Regions from separate parts of the Mus musculus genome. Here region 1 is linked to region 2. A link is a contact called in public promoter capture Hi-C data. All regions are on one chromosome and are shown on one strand. Each heading gives the region's core, a stretch centred on a gene start, on an enhancer-like site or on the middle of the called end of the contact. The rest is flanking DNA. Distances are from core to core; before and after follow the strand shown. Region 1 holds the start of Scx (scleraxis). Region 2 holds the start of Gpaa1 (GPI anchor attachment protein 1).

Region 1 (4,722 bases), core at 1,815-4,314, 130 kb after region 2:
AGACAGAAGCCCCTCCTCAGCATCAGCCCCACTGGCCTGTGCCCCTCCCAGCCCTGACCCCCAGGGCCCTACACTCACATGGCAGCAGCTACCAGGCATATGGTAGGATTGGGGTTCCAGGCGATGCTCCGCACCACACCTCCAACATGTACAGTCTTCATACAGCGGGCAGTGGCCACCTCCCAGAGCTTCAACGTGCCATCGTCTGAACCTGGGCATAGCAGGGACGCTCTCAGCACCTGAGCTGCTCACCCAGAGTCCCTGTCTCCTAGCTCAGGGCAGCTCCCACCTCAGGCCCACCTGAAGCTAGCCACTGGCCCCCTGGCGAGACACTGAGGCAACGGACAAGGTCGCTGTGGCCCCTGTAGACCTGCAGGAGAAGAAGAGTGAGAAGACAGACACACAGACACCGGAGGGCGTTTGCACCTCTGACTCCACACTTACGAGGGCCTGGCACACAGGGAAAGGCTGAAGGTCTCTTGGCCGAGGGAGTTTGGGGATGAGGTCTTCGGGGTCCACATTCACCTGGGAAAAGAGCACTGAGCATCACCTTCACACTACACTCCCCCAGGACCTGTGCGGGCTGTCTCACGTACCCTCATCTTGCGTTGCCGTGGGCACAGATACAAATCGAGGCAGCGCTCGAAACGCTCCTGGATGAAGCGGCTGTAAGCAGGCACTGTCCTCAAGCTGGGGAATTTCTGTGGCAAGAAGTTAAGCTTCCTCTCCACAGGCTCCTGCTGCATCCACGCCGAGCGCTGGGGAGACAGGAGGCAGGTGAGAAGGGATCGGGAAACATGGCCGGGGCCCACACCCACCTCAGCGCAGGCCCACCTCCTCCTCAGTGGGCAGGTACTCGGGAGGTGGGTTGTAAGACTCGGCATGGCCAGGCAAGGCCAGCTTGGGGGCAGGCACATGCATCTTGTGGCGTCCCAACACAGCATTCGGATCCTCCTGGGCCCACAGGTCATAGAAGCTAGGGGTGGGGTCGTGGGGCCGTCGAGGCTTGATCCACCCCATCTTGATGGCATGTACCATTCGAGACACCTGCACACAAAGGTAAGGTCAGGTGGCAGCGTGGAGACCTTAGAGTGTGCAGGAGGAGGATACCAGGGTTCCCACCTTCTCCTTTTCAACTAGGGATGGGATGAAACTACGCTTGTCAGCTGGGCGGTTGGTCACAGGGTGGATCATGATGTCACCGCTGAAGAAGTCCACAGCTGGCTATGGAGAGAGGCAAAGATGTTAGGTTGGGGGGGGCAGGGCGTTCATGGACTTCAGACTGTAGGGCCAACCGTTGTTGCCTACCTCATAGGGATTGAAGCCTGAATCTCCGAACTGGCCTCTCTGAAGCCGGTGTACCAGGGCAACCTGCTCATCAGTTAGCCGCAGATCACGCCCTGTCATCTTGTCTTGCACAGTGCGCCTGAGGGAAAGCCAGTCAGGGCCATACTCCAGGCTTGAGGGACCACAGGTCCCGACCCAAGGTCCAACTCACCAGAAATCTGGGTCATCCATTTTGTCCAGAAACTGGTCGAGCTCATCTCGTGTCCGCAGGGGCTTGTAGATACGTTTGCCATCCAGGTCATAACCCACATGTGGGAATTCATCGTACCATGCCAGGGGCACATTGCCCACAGTGTTCCGAATGTCCTGTAGCATAGTCACCACGTCAGCACCTGTCCCTGCCATGCTTGATCCTCTTCAAACCACCCAAGGGCAGAAGAGCCACTCAAGATCAGCCTCAAGTGCCCAGAAGCCAAGTGACCCAAAATCCGCCCTAGCCTTGGCCCCGATGTCTGACGTGGCGCGGCAGGGGTGCTATGCCCCTCCCCCAAGCCCTCGGAGGCGCCTGAGCTTTACCTTCACATTTTCCACTGAAGTGATGCCAACCCTAGCCTCCCCCCTCACTGGATTCCTTGGCCAAGGCTCTGGGCAGCCACAGACAGGGATGACCTCATCGCCTATGGGCTCCCTCCCCTGGCAAAAGCCTTAGGTACAAGTGGGTAGTTTACAAGGCAGGAACCATGGGAAGACCCCACCCCAACCTCAGGGAGACAAACCTGTTCTGCTCGGCAGGTGGTCAAGGACCCCCTTCCAGCACCACTGATCCTCCCCCTCCCATTTCAGTGGGCAGAGCAGCCACATTCCTGGACACACATTCCTGGTTTCAGCCCCTGCCAGCCACCACCACCCTCACTCCTCCCAGCCTGGGGACTGCTGCCCAGGCGGCCACTTCCTGCAACAGTAGCCACAGGGAGGAGGGGCCCAGACATAACTAGCACAGATGAGTGCCAGCAGCCCCTCAGCAAGACCCCTTGGGCCTCGTCCCACTGCACCTGTCCACACCAGCCCAGAAATGCCCCATGCTCTTGCTGTACGCTCTCCACCTTGAGGGCCACTTCCGAACTGGAGGGATGGAGAGGTGCCGATCTTAGCTCTTATCCACGTGTGCACTGGCTTTGAGAAGCCCCATGAAGCATACAGCAAGGATGGGGGTGGGGCCCCCAAGCAGGATGGGTCAAAGGGGTAAGATCTGGCACAAGGCACAGGCCATGGAGTCAAGTCATGCCAACCACACACACCCATTTCTAGACTGCTACTGCTGGAGTCACCCCCATGAGTGCACACACACACACACTCTCTCTCTCTCTCTCTCTCTCTCACATACACACACACACACACACACACACACACACACACACACACACACACACGGCCTGGCACAAAAGACCCAAGTGCACATGGAAGGAGAGTCAGACAGGGTGTGGCCAGGCACTCAGGGCCAGGGCAGCTGGGTGAACTTAGGCATGCCAGGAGAGAAAGCCTCTTGATTCTTGATTTATTCTCTTCTGCCCTGTAGAATGGGTGGGATGGGCACCATTGTCTTGGGGCACTAGTAGCACCCCAGAAACGCTCCAACCAGAAAGATGCTCGGGGGCCCTCTAGGCACGGCTATTAAAAGGGAAAAGGTGCACGCACGAGCTCTGAGTAAACTCCTCCAGGCCAGAAAGGGAGGCGGAGGCCAGGCGCGGGGGAGGAGCTGACTGCTATAAAGGCACTGCTCGGCTGGCGGCCCCACTCCAGTCCGAACACATGTGCCCGCCTCACCCGGCAGCCGCCACCGCGGGGCGCAGCGGAGACCCCTGGCCCGGCGGCCTGTGGGGACCTAAAGAGGCGGCATGAGCAGCGCACGGTGGAGCTGACGCCGCGCCCCCTGCCCGGCCCATGTCCTTCGCCATGCTGCGTTCAGCGCCGCCGCCGGGTCGCTACCTGTACCCTGAGGTGAGCCCGCTGTCGGAGGATGAGGACCGCGGAAGCGAGAGCTCGGGCTCCGACGAGAAACCCTGCCGTGTGCATGCTGCGCGCTGTGGCCTCCAGGGCGCCCGGCGGCGGGCAGGAGGACGGAGGGCCGCGGGTAGCGGGCCAGGACCCGGGGGGCGGCCAGGCCGCGAGCCCCGGCAGCGGCACACAGCGAATGCGCGCGAGCGGGACCGCACCAACAGCGTGAACACGGCCTTCACTGCGCTGCGCACACTCATCCCCACCGAGCCAGCGGACCGCAAGCTCTCCAAGATTGAGACGCTGCGCCTGGCCTCCAGCTACATTTCTCACCTGGGCAATGTGCTGCTGGTGGGTGAGGCCTGTGGCGACGGGCAACCATGCCACTCGGGACCCGCTTTCTTCCACAGCGGTCGTGCGGGCAGCCCACTGCCACCGCCGCCGCCGCCACCACCACTGGCCAGAGACGGCGGCGAGAACACCCAGCCCAAACAGATCTGCACCTTCTGCCTCAGCAACCAGAGAAAGTTGGTGAGCAGGGCTGGGAGCACCGAGGGGCCCCGATGTACTCACCAGCCCACACCTGCCAGGCAGAGAGGTGCAGGGCAGGGGCAGCATTCCCTAGCATCTACACCTGCCAACAAAGCTGTGCCCAAAGGAGGGAAGGGCACAGAGGAGCCATACCTTGGGACACAGACTCCCATTGGTAGTGGTCATAGGGACCTGCAAATACAGGATCAAGAAGTAATGCTGAGATGGGCCACCCAGAAGTTCCGGGAGGGAGGGCAGGCAGCAGGAACCTGGCAGGGCAGAGGGGCCTTACTTTCAGGCTCGTTTCCCATCAAGTTGAGAAGTGAAAGGAGGTGAATTCAAGAAGTAAGAAGTATATCTATACGCTTCCATCCAGAGGGGAACAATGTGAAACAGTGAGGCAGTCAAAGGGATGCCCCCACTAGGCTGATGTGCCACTACCCCTCCGCCCCCGCAGCCCACCTCCACCCCAAGGCTTATGGGCACCTGCTGCCTCTCCCCTGGTCTACTGAGACCTGCAGTAGAGGGGCTAGGGGAGAAGGCTGAACTGAGAGATGCTGGCCAGCCATGATTTACTGCTCTGGCCGCACTTGGTGGCACCGGAAAAGCAGGGTGAGCAGGGAAAAAATACAACGGCTTTCCCCAATCCCCATTTCCTCTCCAGACAGCACGCGCAAGCTCCTGGGGCCTGAACATCTGGGAAATTTAATTTTACAGTTTCGGCTCTGCAGCAGTATACTCCCCTCCCCAAAATGCACTGTGGGGGTGGCAGGAGCCCGGGATGGGGTGCCCTAGCACAGGCAGTGCCCCCAACAGGAAGCCAGGAAGGTTCGGGCAGTGCTGGGTGACACTAAGTCTCCACTCAGACCCTGACACACCCCCATCCCCTCTGCAGAGCAAAGACCGTGA
Region 2 (4,700 bases), core at 32-2,531:
ATTAGGCAGGGTTTTTATACTAGTTTGATCAGGGAGCAGGGGTCTCCTGCCTGTCAGTTGCCTTATTTCGCAAAGTTATCTTTTTTTTTTTCCTGTTTTTTTGAGACAGGGTTTCTCTGTGTAGCCCTGGCTGTCCTGGAACTCACTCTGTAGACCAGGCCTGCCTCTGCCTCCTGAGTGCTGGGATTAAAGGCGTGTGCCACCACCGCCCGGCACAAAGAGGTATCTCGATGCACAGGGTTTGGTCAGTGATGAGCAATTTATCTGTAACCGTTGCAATGGTAGGCACTTTCCCTCTATTTCCCTGATTGGCTCTGGCCCAGGGCAGTTTCTTCTTGGACTTGTCGGTGGTATTTCTATTAACCACAGTTCAAACCGGGGACCAACAAACTCAAGTTGGAATCAGCTTACAAATTGGAGTTTCCCCCTTCGCCTATGTTGGTCACTCAAGTCCTCCAGCTAAGGAGTGTGCCATGCTTACACAGCCCATCAGGGACAGGAGCACAAGGCCGAGGTTGCACTCAGCTGGCTATGGGTGTCCATCATTAAGAGATGACATTATGACGTAACGGCAAAATTAGCTATTCAGAATCAGCCAAATAATTTTATGTTTGAGGATCATCACAACATGAGGAACGGTATTAAAGGTCAGAATGTTAAGAACCACTGGACTAATGTCTTCTTTCCTTGGGCCTTTCCTCCCGCTTACTTTGGGCTCTAGGAGGATAGCCACCTTTTGTTGCTTCTTGGCCATCTATCCTTAGGCCCTTACCCCTGCAACCTTTTAGAGAAACTACCTTCATCGCCACCACCACCCATCTCCTCTGGCCACCAACTCGCCCACTGTGCCAGTGAGCCCACTGTCTTAAGGTTCATGACATCCACAGAAATGATTTAGCGTCGAATCCTCAGTTCACACGGGTCCCTCAAGTCATAGCTACAACACTGTCATTCAGTATCTCACTTCAGCAGGCATCAGTCTTTTCTCGTCGTTCTAGCTCTCTACCCACCTGCGTTACACTCCCGAGAACCTTTAGGCAGGCACACTGTCGCTGCTCTGTCGTGAGATCCGCCAGCGTCCCGCCTTCCAGCTGCTCGCCCGCAGCTTCACAGCCCCAGGTTCCAGTTCCGCCCACTGGCCATGACTGCATCCCGTACTTCTCCAGCCTACCTCAGTTTTGAGCACGCGCAGAGCTGGCGACCTCAGTTGTGAGCATGCGCACAATCTGGTTTCCCAACTCCGTCTGCCGCTACCAAGAGTAGTGGCGCGATGGATCCTGGGACCGGAAATTAAGGCAGCACCGGGCGCCGGGTCCGACAGGAACCCTGCTCTTGGAGGTGTCAAGCTGCCGCGAGAGCAGAGCCCCGCGCCCCGCCATGGGTCTCCTGTCGGACCCGGTGCGCCGGCGCGCGCTCGCCCGCATCGTCTTGCGCCTTAACACACCTCTCTGGTGAGGGCGGGCACAGGGGGCGGGACTGGCGGGAACTTGAGCTGCTGTGGCTCCACACGCGCCTACTGCTCCAGGGTCTGCGACCTCTTTGCAAGTGTCACTCAGACACTGAGCTTAGAGCTCTGGTCCCTATCCATCGCTGATCTAGGGTCTTAGATCTTTTTTCCTTTCCGGAGGCAGGATTTCTCTGTGCAGCCCTGGTTGTCCTGGAACTTATTCTGTAGACCAGACTAGCCTCGAACTCAGATCCGCCTGTACCTGCCTCTGCCCCCTGAATGCTGGGATTAACAGCGTGTGCTGCCACTGCCCGGCTTTGGCTCCGGGTTCTTAATGGCTTGGACCATCCCGCTGGACCCTCTGGGTCATGGTGGAAGCCACGAGCTAGCGTTCCAGGTCGGGCTAATTCCGAGCCCACTCTGTACTCTCTCGCAGTGTGCTGAGCTACGTGGCCGGGATCGCCTGGTTTCTGGCGCTGGCTTTTCCGCCGTTAACCCAGCGCACTTACATGTCTGAGAATGCCATGGGCTCCACCATGGTGGAGGAACAGTTTGTAGGTGGAGACCGCGCTCGGAGCTTTGCCCGGGACTTCGCTGCCCACCGCAAGAAGCCGGGGTGAGTGCCTAGCAGCGGGCTGGGGATTTCAGGGGCGGCCGAGACCAGGGAGCTCTACTTAGAGGCTATCTTTTGTGTCTCCAGGGCTCTGCCAGTAGCCTGGCTGGAACGGTCCATGCGATCCGTAGGGCTGGAGGTCTACACCCAGAGCTTCTCCCGCAAACTACCCTTCCCGGATGAGACCCACGAGCGCTATGTATTGAGGGAAAGGGGTGTGCCTGGGAGAAAAGCACATTGGAAGGGTGGCCTGGGTTGGGTGTCTTGTTGAAGTGCCCTGAAACCAAGAAACTCTGGGAGGGATGGTCTGAAGAACTTTAGTGGTGGGCATTGAAGTGCCAGGAAAAAAGACAGGCTTCAGGCTGTCCGCTGGAGGGTCTGCTGAGGCTTTCCCATCAACTCTTTGTGCAGATGGTGTCAGGTACCAACGTGTATGGCATCCTGCGGGCCCCACGTTCTGCCAGTACCGAGTCCCTGGTGCTTACTGTACCCTGTGGTCCAGATGCCACCAATAGCCAGGCTGTGGGGTTGTTGTTGGCACTTGCTGCCCATTTCCGAGGTGAGGCTCTGGGGCTCTGGTCCGGGAGGATTTGACCAATGCCCCAGGCCCTTTGCTGACCCTGCCTTTGGCTTCCAGGGCAGATTTACTGGGCCAAAGATATCATTTTCCTGGTAACAGACCATGATCTTCTGGGCACCGAGGCTTGGCTCGAAGCCTACCATGACATTAATGTTACAGGTAGGTGTAGCCCTAGTCTTGCTCCCCATCTCTTTCAAAGTAAACCGCGGTCCCTTGTGCCCCCTCTAGTGCTCACTGCTTGCTCCTACAGGCATACAGTCATCTCCCCTGCAGGGCAGGGCTGGAGCCATCCAGGCTGCTGTAGCTCTGGAGCTGAGCAGCGACGTGGTCACCAGCCTCGATGTGACAGTGGAGGGACTCAACGGTCAGCTGCCCAACCTTGATCTGCTCAACCTCTTCCAGACCTTCTGCCAGAAAGGGGGGCTGTTGTGTACACTCCAGGGCAAGGTGGGACCACCCGCTTGGGAGCCTGGGGCTCGTGAGAAGGGGTGAGTCTGTCTGATCCTGTCCCCATGCCTCCAAAGCTGCAGCCCCAGGACTGGACGTCACTCGAAGGGCCGTTGCAGGGTTTGCAGACACTGCTACTCATGGTGCTGCGGCAGGCCTCTGGCCGGCCCCACGGCCCCCACGGCCTTTTTCTGCGCTACGGAGTGGAGGCACTAACCCTACGCGGCATCAATAGCTTCCGCCAATACAAGTATGATTTGGCGACAGTGGGCAAGTAAGTTCTCTGGACCCCTTTCCGTGTTCAAGGTCATGTCTAGCTGGGGTGAGAGGGTGGCTGGCCCTGACCTGACTGTGCTCCTGGCAGGGCTCTGGAGGGCATGTTCCGCAAGCTCAACCACCTCCTGGAGCGCCTGCACCAGTCATTCTTCTTCTACCTGCTGCCGGCCCTCTCCCGCTTTGTCTCCATCGGACTCTACATGCCCGCCACGGGCTTCCTGCTCCTAGTCCTTGGACTCAAGATATCCTCCACCCTCGTGCTCGCTACTCACTTGTGGCCAAACTCACTCAGATCCCTTTAACTATAAAGGGGGGATAGTCCTTCATCCTACATATGGTAGGGATAGGGAAGTGAGCCTAAGATCTCCCACCTAGCAAATCACATCCAATGGCTTGTCTGGGTCCTTGACTTGCTCTATGCTCTGGAGCTGTGGATGCAGTTACACCAGGCTGGAGTCAACCCGGAGGAGGCTGGGAAGGCCCCTAGTCCCGGGACTCCACTCTTGCCAACACAGGTGATGCTATACTCTACTGCTCTTAGGATGGGGGTTTTAACATACCCAGCAGTGCTTTGGTATGCGTCCTTGGGGGTTCTCCTATTCCTCTGGCCTAACTCCAAGTACCCATGTGTCCTGCAGGGTGTGGGCCTGGCCTCACTTACGGCACCCCTGCTGATCTCTCAGGCCATGGGTCTGGCCCTCTATTTCCTGCCTGTGCTGGGCCAACATTTAGCTACTCAGCATTTCCCAGTGGCCGAAGCCGAGGCTGTTGTGTTGACGCTGCTCGCGATTTATGTAGCCGGCCTGGCCCTTCCACACAACACCCACCGGTGAGCAGCTGGGCCGGACAGCTGGAGCTGGGTCCCTGAATACTCAAACGGATTCCCAACTACCCTTGAGTTTCTTTCCTTGTAGAGTGGTCAACTCACAGGTCCCAGACAGGGGCTGGATGGCACTGAAACTAGTGGCCCTCATCTACCTGGCACTGCAGCTGGGTTGCATTGCTCTCCTCAATTTCTCCCTGGGCTTCCTGCTGGCTGCCACCATGGTCCCTGCTGCTGCACTCGCCAAGCCCCATGGGCCCCGGTACGTGCTGGTCAGCCTCTTCTCCACCGGTACCTTTGCCCCTTACCGGATGGCTAGCCCTCATTTATTCACTTGCTGGCATCCTCCATGGTGCGTACTTAAATGTTGCCCTTCTCCCCAGGACACTGTATGCTGCCCTGCTGGTAGTGACCAGCCCAGCAGTCACACTCTTCGGTAGCCTGTTCCTGTGGCGGGAGCTGCTGGAGGTACCGCTGTCTCTGGCAGAGGGTTGGCAGCTCTTCCTCACAGCAT

The links. Capture Hi-C pulls out chosen DNA fragments and counts their contacts.
Region 1: a contact with region 2 is called in a promoter capture Hi-C map of pancreatic islet. The contact joins the promoter of Scx here to the promoter of Gpaa1 in region 2. A contact is called at or near these places in 1 of 484 Hi-C or Micro-C datasets (nephron progenitors), 1 of 115 datasets of contacts at active chromatin or transcription factors (pancreatic cancer cells) and 2 of 9 other capture datasets (adipose tissue and pancreatic islet).

The regions. Positions count from the first base shown.
Region 1 is chr15:76,454,374-76,459,095 of GRCm38.p6, forward strand. It overlaps Scx (scleraxis), which reads left to right and starts at 3,065. Exons shown (of 2, transcript NM_198885.3): 1 at 3,065-3,813; 2 at 4,709-4,722. The coding sequence starts at 3,229. Bop1 (block of proliferation 1) reads right to left here. Exons shown (of 16, transcript NM_013481.2): 4 at 1,499-1,653; 5 at 1,309-1,426; 6 at 1,123-1,224; 7 at 835-1,047; 8 at 597-758; 9 at 445-525; 10 at 301-370; 11 at 79-211.
Region 2 is chr15:76,330,013-76,334,712 of GRCm38.p6, forward strand. It overlaps Gpaa1 (GPI anchor attachment protein 1), which reads left to right and starts at 1,282. Exons shown (of 12, transcript NM_010331.2): 1 at 1,282-1,451; 2 at 1,884-2,063; 3 at 2,148-2,259; 4 at 2,472-2,619; 5 at 2,698-2,799; 6 at 2,891-3,087; 7 at 3,165-3,361; 8 at 3,452-3,605; 9 at 3,783-3,878; 10 at 4,002-4,192; 11 at 4,278-4,448; 12 at 4,570-4,700. The coding sequence starts at 1,378. It overlaps Exosc4 (exosome component 4), which reads left to right. Exons shown (of 3, transcript NM_175399.4): 3 at 1-658. It also overlaps a transcript of Oplah not described here.